Regions from separate parts of the Zea mays genome. Here all the other regions are linked to region 3. The links are chromatin contacts, called in public Hi-C maps. All regions are on one chromosome and are shown on one strand. The core of a region is the stretch at or near the end of the contact, and the rest is flanking DNA. Distances in the headings are between cores, read along the strand shown.

Region 1 (2,875 bases), core at 312-2,811, 65 kb after region 3:
TGGCGTCGACGGTGTGGGCGTCCAGGGGCAGCGCACAGGACCAGCAGCCGCGAGACAGGACTGGGACAACGAAGGTGACGGCGCGAACACGCTTGGAAAAGACACTGCAGGTTTTCGGTGAGCCCGCGCGCTCAGTGTGCTGCGGCAGCCGCATCGTCACCAGGGACATCCCATATCCCCTCTCCAATGGCTTCGGTGGCTGAGCGTTAGACGAGCTAGCTGAGAACTGTCGTAGTGCGGGTGACGGGGCGGGCTGGCCGACGGAGACGATGTGGAGGCAGAGGGAGAGGACGGCAAACACGACGTTGGGACTTGGGAGGGAGGCAAAGGAGGAGGATGACGATGGAGACATCACTAGGAGAGAGGCAGAGAGGGCGCTGTTATCGCGACCGATTATTCGGCTGGAGTGTCGAATGTTCTAGATTCGCAGCTGCTGGAGAGACGCCCTTTCGCGTGGGTGGAAGACCCTAGTGGCCGTAGTTTTGGAATCTGACGATTGAGCTATTTTGGGTAGACGTGGCTGCACCAGCGGCACGTTTTCCGTCCGGCTTAGTATGAACTGCTATAAGAGAAAGAGATATATACGGGCATGATAATGTGATATAGGAGGTAAAAAGTATACCATGTGATTGGTCGTCTGCTCTTAAAGGGTGTTTAGTTTATAGGGACTAAACATTAGTCCCTCCACTTTTTTCCATTTTAGTTTATAAATTGTTAAATAGGGAAACTAAAATAAAGTTTTAGTTTCTATATTTAGTAATTTAGGGACTAAAATGGAATAAAATTGAGGGACTAAAAATTAGTCCCTAGAAACCAAACACCCCTTTAAGGTTTCACGGACAATCATATCGAGGCGCGGGTGATGAAAAAAACAAACAGCTTGTTCGCTGCGGCTTGCTGCGGCTGCAATCCGGCTGCGGCTGCGGCTTCTACAGTATTTTTCTCTCTATGGATTGCAGCTGCAGCAATCCAAACAGCTGCAACAGTGTCGGCTTGTAGCCAGTCGAACACGCCCAAAGCTCATCCAGGCTGAGCAACGATGGCTAGGAGGCGGGTACGCGCGCGTGAAGCTTGTGCGCATGCTATGGCACGGACTTCAAGATTGTGTTTGATTTTTTCTGTTATATCTTCTAATTAAAAGATTTAATCACTATACCAATTTCATTTTTATGTTCATAATATTTTTAGGAACAAAACTGGACCATCTATACTGTATAATATTTGAATATTTGTTTATACACTTATATGTAATACACGTTCTGATGTAGACATCAAACACAAGCTATATCTATGCTGAATACAATAATACAAACAACCCAAAAAAAATTATGCATGGACACTCACACGAGTGAATACTCGTGCCAAACGGGCTACGACCACACTGTACAGCATCGCTGAACACAGTCAACCCACGCACGCCAAGAGTGTTGTAAAATAAAAAACGGCCCGGAAATCACCCCACCGTCTCCGTTCCCAGAATTAGTCACTGACATGTGGATCCCACGCGGTGTCGGCGCCACATCTCAGCCGCATCCGCAGGGCTGTGCCTGCGGGACAGACGGGCGCCGCGATTTCAATATCGCAACAGTGTGGCAGGCGGCAGCATACCCGGACGGCAAACTGCTGGGCTGGACTCCGAGACCCAAACCAGACCGACTCGATCCCAATTCTCAAACCAGCTTTGGCATTCGTCTCTCTCTCTCCCTACCCCTTCACGCCAATTTCGAAACAGCGCGAGACGAGACCGCGAGAGTAGCCAAAAGCCGAGGGAGCCCTTCCTTCTCAGATTAGAACCCAAACGAGTGCGCTTTGAAGCGGGGGCTGCGAGCTCGGTGCGCGAATTGGGCGGTCGATCAGGCGCGGCGGCCGGGCATGGCGGCCGTGGAGCAGTTGAAGGAGCTGGGGGAGAAGCTGCAGGCGGTGGCGCCGGCGCCTGCGGACGAACTCGCCAAGCTTCTCGAAGTGAGATATCCCCAAGCTTCTCCGTTTTGGTTGGCTGCGAACCTTAGTCATGGAGTCGATGGTTTAGGGTCGGGCTTTGCGTGGATCTGTGGCTCAGGCGGGACAATTCGGCAAGTTTAGGGTTTAGGTTGCTGGAAGTTAAGGCGCTAGTGGTTGGGGTTCTGGTGCGAATTGGGTGCTCGGGATGTTAGGTTTGGACGGCTGAGCTTCCATTGAGCGGCGTGGAGGATGCTGAAGGAGTGCAGAGGTCCAGCTCAAGTGCTTCTTTTAAGTTTCGTTTGCTGAAATTGTGGATGCAATTTGGCACCCGTAGTTTTGTACTCCCCCGTCCCAAATTAAAATTCATTTTAGATGATCAGATTCATACAATACTTAATGTATGTGTCATCACCTATTTGAATATAGACATAAAAACCGAGAGCTAAAACGAATACTATTTTGGGACGGAGTGAGTAGTTCTTCAGTGTTGAAGAGGGGAATGCTGTTGGTTAGGGTCTGTTGGGTTTGAGCAGTGCAAGAGTTGTCACCTTTCTGGTGGCTGGTGGTTGTTTCAGTTATACTAAAGGACTTACAGTAGCTAAGGGAAGCCGGAGATTTATTTTTTGGATTATTTTGGTGGGTTCATGAGAATACCTTTTTTAACTAGTTCATGTTGCATGGAAATGTTGTTATAAGAATACCATTTACATGTGTTGTCTAGCAGTGCCTCCTCGAATACGCAGGAGAGATGCGTATCATTGCATTAAGAAGTGTCTAGCTCTAGCAGTACCTTGAATGCTGTGTTTATATGAAAGTTTTAATTTTGGTAATATCGATGCTATTTATAACAGGAGATGGTTTTATTACGTTTGACATCTGTGCATGTGTTGGAAGACACATTTATATTAGTCTGAGTAAACACCAAATACCCATC
Region 2 (2,700 bases), core at 154-2,653, 120 kb before region 3:
AAAATGGAATATTCAGAAAACAGAAGAGCATATACATGCAGTCATGAATTATGAATTCTGATTACATAGCATTCCGGCATGAGAAAATATTAGCGGATCAATATTCATTAGCGTCAAAGACGTAATGTAACATAGTTATTGACATATGAGTTGTGACCTCTTGACAGCTGAGTTAAATGAGAACATATATGCCTTACAAAAAAATCAGAACATTTATTCTAGAGATCAAACTACCAGCAAGATAAGAGTTGGCATGTCAAGTTGTCAACAGTTTCCCAAAAAATCATGTGGTTGCCATGTACTGTTGAACAGCTTTCATGGGAAGATTCAGCTGCCATGCTGATATTTCCAGGCATGATCCAATCGACATTCCCTTTAACACAGCCCCTTTAAAAAATCAGACTATATATCGATATGAAGGATAGGCTGAAGGATCGTTACTTGTGTTTGTAACAGATAAATTGGTCGGTGAACTAAAATACAAAGAATGGAATTTGATATGTCAGTATCTTCCAAAAAAACAAGTTCCACAACATTCTGAGCAGTAATCGCCAAGCATCCGATTCAGATAAACACTAAGGCCATGTTTGTTTCCCTTCTAGATTATAGTAGCCACGAGCGCGAGTTGCAGACGACGAATTAAATGTAAACGCTTAGGCTAAATTCCCGTTCCAGCATCTACACGCTCAACAGTTGAAGGCTGGGCTGCTAAATAATTGACTGCTGCAGACTGTAGTCGCAGTGAACAGTGCATCATGTATCAATCTCGCTCATACGAGGCAAAGCAAAGGCATGGACTACGCCGACAAGCAACAGGACCCAAAACGAAAACGCCAACCAACCCGCCCTGGCGGGAGAAGATTCCTCCCTACACATAGTTGTACCAAGGCTCGCAGGATAAAATCAATCGATCGATCTCCTGAAGCCAGCCGAAGCTGCCCAACCACACGAGAAAGGATAATCGCACTAGTTTCTTGGTCCTAAGACATCCCGTGCAAACGTTCCCCCACTCAACCACTCGGCCACTCCACGCGAGTGACTTTGATGGCAACCAGCAGGAGAAACAAAACCCCCCGTTCGGAACTAGTCGTCCCGAAGCTCATCACAAGGCGAGCTCGCCTCGATCAGGACAGCAAACACCGATTCCCCACGGGCTGACACCACCACCGGGGTGGGGAAGGGGGGGGGGGATAAGAAGGAACAAGGAAAACGGCAGAGAGGCGGCGCAGAGCCTTGCACGTACCGCCATGGATGGATTGCGCAGAACAGAGGTCCCGATCTGCTGGTTGCTGGGGGCCGGGGCGGCGGCGGGCTTCCCCTTTCTCTCCCTGCGGTTGCGGGTGGGAGGAGACGAGTACGACGAAGAGTAAAGAGCGGAGGAGGCGAATCGATGTGGAGTGGAACGGAAAGGAAAAGCCGCACTGGTGTGGAGAGACTGCTCTCCCTCGGCCTCTCTCTCTCCCGGTAAATAAATTAAAATAAAAACAATAATAAAGTAGGAGTAAAAAATAACGGAAAGCGCCTAAAAATCGCTTGTACTACCCGCCGGTTATCGGGGCACGAAGCGCATGTGAGCCGGCCGCACGGGGCCCACAGGTCAGGCGGGGCTGGCGGAAGGTGGGGACAGGACCGGAGGAGTGGGTTTTGCGTTTGACCGGGGCGGCGGTGACGAGACACAGACAGGGTGGAAATGCGAGGGGAGGAGGGCCGCACGTCGGTGGTGGACGGGTGAAGCGCGGCTTCGCTGGCGCTCGGAATCTCTAGGCTGTGGCGTGGAGGGCCCAGACGTTGTTTACGTCCTGCTACTTGGCCTCTTGGGGGTGGTGACAGTGTACTCAAAAATCGATCGAAAGATTTGTTCAAACTCTGCGCTCAAATCCGTGCTGTTTTTAGCCGTTGGCACTGGATCCGAGCTGGCTAGGCTAGCTGTGAGCTGTCTCCTCCGTTCTCCTGATACCCGTGCGCGGCGAATGTCAACTGCGTAGGATGCCTGCTGGTGAGGGTATTATTACGAATATATGATATGACAGCTTGGCATGTCTGTTGTCATCATACCTAATACAGCGTCTGAACCGGGCAAAGCTCCGCCGCGATTAAAGATAAACCGGGCCATGGCCCATGGGGATGGGGCAAGGTATCTTTTAAATAGGGTTGATAATATCTTGTTTTCTTTGGAGATACGTGAAGATAAACCGAATATTGTTGAATGTACTAATCTAGAATCGGACAAAGAATGCGCTAAAGACTAAATTTTTTATATGTTTATTAATATTAATGTTAGAAATGAATACGAGTATTTCTATATCTATACTATACTTAAAGCACCAGTTTCAACGGTCGTTTCGCTGCACGTTTATAGATGACCAAATAGCGTCCGACACGGGCTAGACGCACGCGGGCCACAACTATGGACCAGACACGTCATACCGGCCTGCTAACTATGTCGGGCCAGCCCGTTAACCCGTCGACCCATTTAATTAAATCAGCGTAAAATGTTAAAAACGGTGCAGAAGGTGGGGCTCGAACCCATGTCCTGATGGAAGAAGGACGGGAGACACTAGGTGAAGCTGTCTAACCAGTAAAACATCATGCTAAGATGTTTTTAATATTGAATATAAATTGTATATAGGTATATACTTTTTTGTAAAATAAAAAAATAATCGTGTCGGGTCGGGCCAGCACTACGGGCCGAGACTACAG
Region 3 (2,888 bases), core at 361-2,860:
TATTCTAGCTCATTCACTTGGCCTAATCTAGCTTTCTTTTACATAAAACAAACTAGTTTTACTCCTTATCTACGATGATGGTTAGTGATCCAGTCTTCATATCCGAGAAGTAACAGTGATCTAGATGGATTAATACCCAGATGGGGATCTCCAACCGCACGACATATGTAGCACTTAACCCTTGCATATGTCAACTCGCACCTGGGTTTCTCAAGACCATAATGGGTTCCCACCAACCAAGAGCACAATACATCACCAGCCAGCCTTTTGCTAGGTGGATACATGATACTCTCACCATCTCTCTGTTCTTTCTGGTATTGGTCCGGTCGAGGCTAAGCTTACCCATGATGAGGCATGTGGCCAATTAAAAGGTCCTAGATCATGCAAGCCAACAATCATTACGGTCCTTAAACGACACAGACGGGCAACCTTTCCTGCTCAACGTCTGGTCTCATTTTAAACAATTCTTTAAAACTTGTACTTGTCAGAGGTACCCTGCTTGAATGATTAAGTCGTCAAGGCCTTTGCTCCAAGCCCATTTTCTTTGTAAAAACCACGATTCATTCATCAAAACATTTTGTTCCTAATCTATAGGCATACTAAGAATATTTAGCTTTGTAAATCAGGTATCAATAATGATAATCAATAGTTCAAGGAAAGTTATGCAACAAAGGCTTAATCATTAAACTCCTATCACCTAATACATCATATAAGTGATAAAAGTTTTGAAATCACAAGGAACTTGTTAAATGCACTGGGGCTTGCCTTGATGAGGAGGAGAATCAGACTCTTCTACCAGTATATTGTAGTTAGCAGCAAAACCCACTAGAGCACCTTCAGGAGGAACTTCAGATGGAGAAGCTTCAGATTGAGGAACTAGTTCCTCTTCCGATTCCACTTCAACTTCTTCTTCTAAGTGTTCTACAAGTCAATTACAATACATGAATGCCTATGTAATGATATGCAATGCAAACTCTCACAAGGGAGAGGTGGGGAACATAAACACCACAAAACAACGCATATGACAAGTATACATATACTCTTACATAACATAAAACCTGAGGAAAGTGACCAAACTGAACTTATTTAGACAAACCAAAGGGTCACACATACTTAAATTCACTGATCTTGCTACCCAACAAATTTATATGGTCCAACTTCTTCTAGACATACATTAACACTAAATTTGTGGATTTAATATTTCTCTTTTTAGCTATTTCAAGGTTTTCTGGGCAAACCAACTCCAAACAGGTTCCAATTTTTTACCAAGTGCTAATATAGTGATACATAGTTTTTCCACAAATTTTCATATTTTTTGGTGCTCTTCTTTTATTTCTAAAATTCATTTAAGCCTTTCAAGAGCACTTTTTAATTATCTAAAATTTACTCTCTGCTGTAGAAATTCTAAAAATAACTTTAGCAGAAACTACAAAATTTTGTGGACCCTAAAAATTTGGTTTCACATTTTTTTTGCATTTTCTACAGTTTTTAGTGGATTTTACAACTTACTAGTAAAAAGAAAAGGAAAATCTATCAACAGTGCTAGGCCGAAAGCTACTGGTTCAACCCACGGACGCACCGAAAATCAGCCCCGTGCCGCAGCCCGCGCCCACGGTACACGCTTTGCATAAACCTCCTTGCCGAATCAACTAACTAATTAAGAGCCCCGAGCACTATTCCCGCGTCTCTCTGACACTGCACCAAAACCTAGGGATGACAATTTGACCCATAGATTTGAATATCGATCAGATATCCGACCTGACGGAGCCAGATATGGATACATGTTTTGACCCGTGGGTCAGACCTGAATCTGACCCGAAGTCGGACGAGCACGGATTATGATATTACCTTCTACCCGCGGGTTATCCGTTGGATATCCAAAATTGACCCATAGTGTATTTTTTTGGCCTAGCACATATTACATAGCAAATAACAAATCCTAACACCATAAACCCCACCACGCCTAATACTCCCAATTTCCAACTGTTGGCTACCCCTTACAGTCTTGCTGGCTTCCTGTGTTGTGCCCCGTGGCCCTTCTAAGTCTCATAGACCGTAGCACCACTAACGGTTGGCCCTTCCAAGCTCTAGTGCTCCTAACTGAGGCCCGCAAGCCCATAATAATTCTTTTTATTAAGTTTTAATTGTGTATGATGATGAATTGAGAAGAAATTTGACTAATTATGCTATTGAATTGTTGAATAAATGATTGTGTCTGCCATATCCGACGGATATCCAAAACCCGTCCGAAATTCGATGGGCACAGGCATGGATATAAATATCTACCCGCGGGTACGATCGCGGGCAGATATTGGTTGCAACCATGAATATGGTTGCAGACGGATATTTGCAATACGATAGAGTTCAACCTAAAGCTACAACGAGCATCAGTATCCATCTAGCACACGGTGCTCACATGGTTTGGCTCGGAGAAACTATGGTTCAGCTGATCGAAGTGAAGATGGCCCGCGGCGGCGTTCTAGACAAAACTCGACAGCGTTTTGGTCGGGGTACCACGGTAGCATTCAAAAGGACAACATCGTGGGCATCACCATCACACATGGGTTATGAAATGTGAACAAACCGAGCATATTACCTTCCAGGGGAAGCTGGCCACGATGAGTCGAGGGATTTGTTGATGTGGTCACCACTGCCAGGGCTCACTTTGTGTTCAAGCTTTCACAGGGAATTAGAGGGGTGGAGAGGGCTTGAGGACCTGACCTAGACGTACGTGAAGGGCATGGCACGGTGAGAGTAGAAAATTAACAAAGGCCTAGGGAGCTCGGGTTGGTGTCTTAAGTTACAATGGCAAGGAGTCACAATGGTTGGGGCTGTTGGGGTTTTTACTGGGGTTAACACAGAGACAAACAACGGCCGGGGTGCTCCAC

The links. A called contact is a pair of places that touch in the nucleus more often than the background predicts.
Region 1: a Hi-C map of leaf shows a contact between it and region 3, with 6 times the contacts expected there. The contact joins the promoter of LOC103631385 here to the enhancer-like site in region 3. A contact is called at or near these places in 5 of 25 Hi-C or Micro-C datasets (ear, leaf and tassel).
Region 2: a Hi-C map of leaf shows a contact between it and region 3, with 9 times the contacts expected there. The contact joins the promoter of LOC541680 here to the enhancer-like site in region 3. A contact is called at or near these places in 9 of 25 Hi-C or Micro-C datasets (ear, leaf, tassel and 1 more) and 1 of 3 datasets of contacts at active chromatin or transcription factors (leaf).

The regions. Positions count from the first base shown.
Region 1 is chr6:130,494,645-130,497,519 of Zm-B73-REFERENCE-NAM-5.0, reverse strand. It overlaps LOC103631385 (sister chromatid cohesion protein PDS5 homolog A), which reads left to right and starts at 1,561. Exons shown (of 33, transcript XM_020539482.2): 1 at 1,561-1,962. The coding sequence starts at 1,873.
Region 2 is chr6:130,682,741-130,685,440 of Zm-B73-REFERENCE-NAM-5.0, reverse strand. It overlaps LOC541680, which reads right to left and starts at 1,403. Exons shown (of 3, transcript NM_001111430.1): 1 at 1,244-1,403. The coding sequence starts at 1,249.
Region 3 is chr6:130,559,338-130,562,225 of Zm-B73-REFERENCE-NAM-5.0, reverse strand. No RefSeq gene overlaps it. Among protein-coding and RNA genes, the nearest start is that of LOC103631385, 65 kb to the right of the region's middle. Within about 2 kb of position 1,610, at least 7 of the 20 cell types and tissues checked have an H3K27ac peak or open chromatin away from gene starts, as enhancers often do. A contact at or near this core is called in ear and leaf, where this site is marked.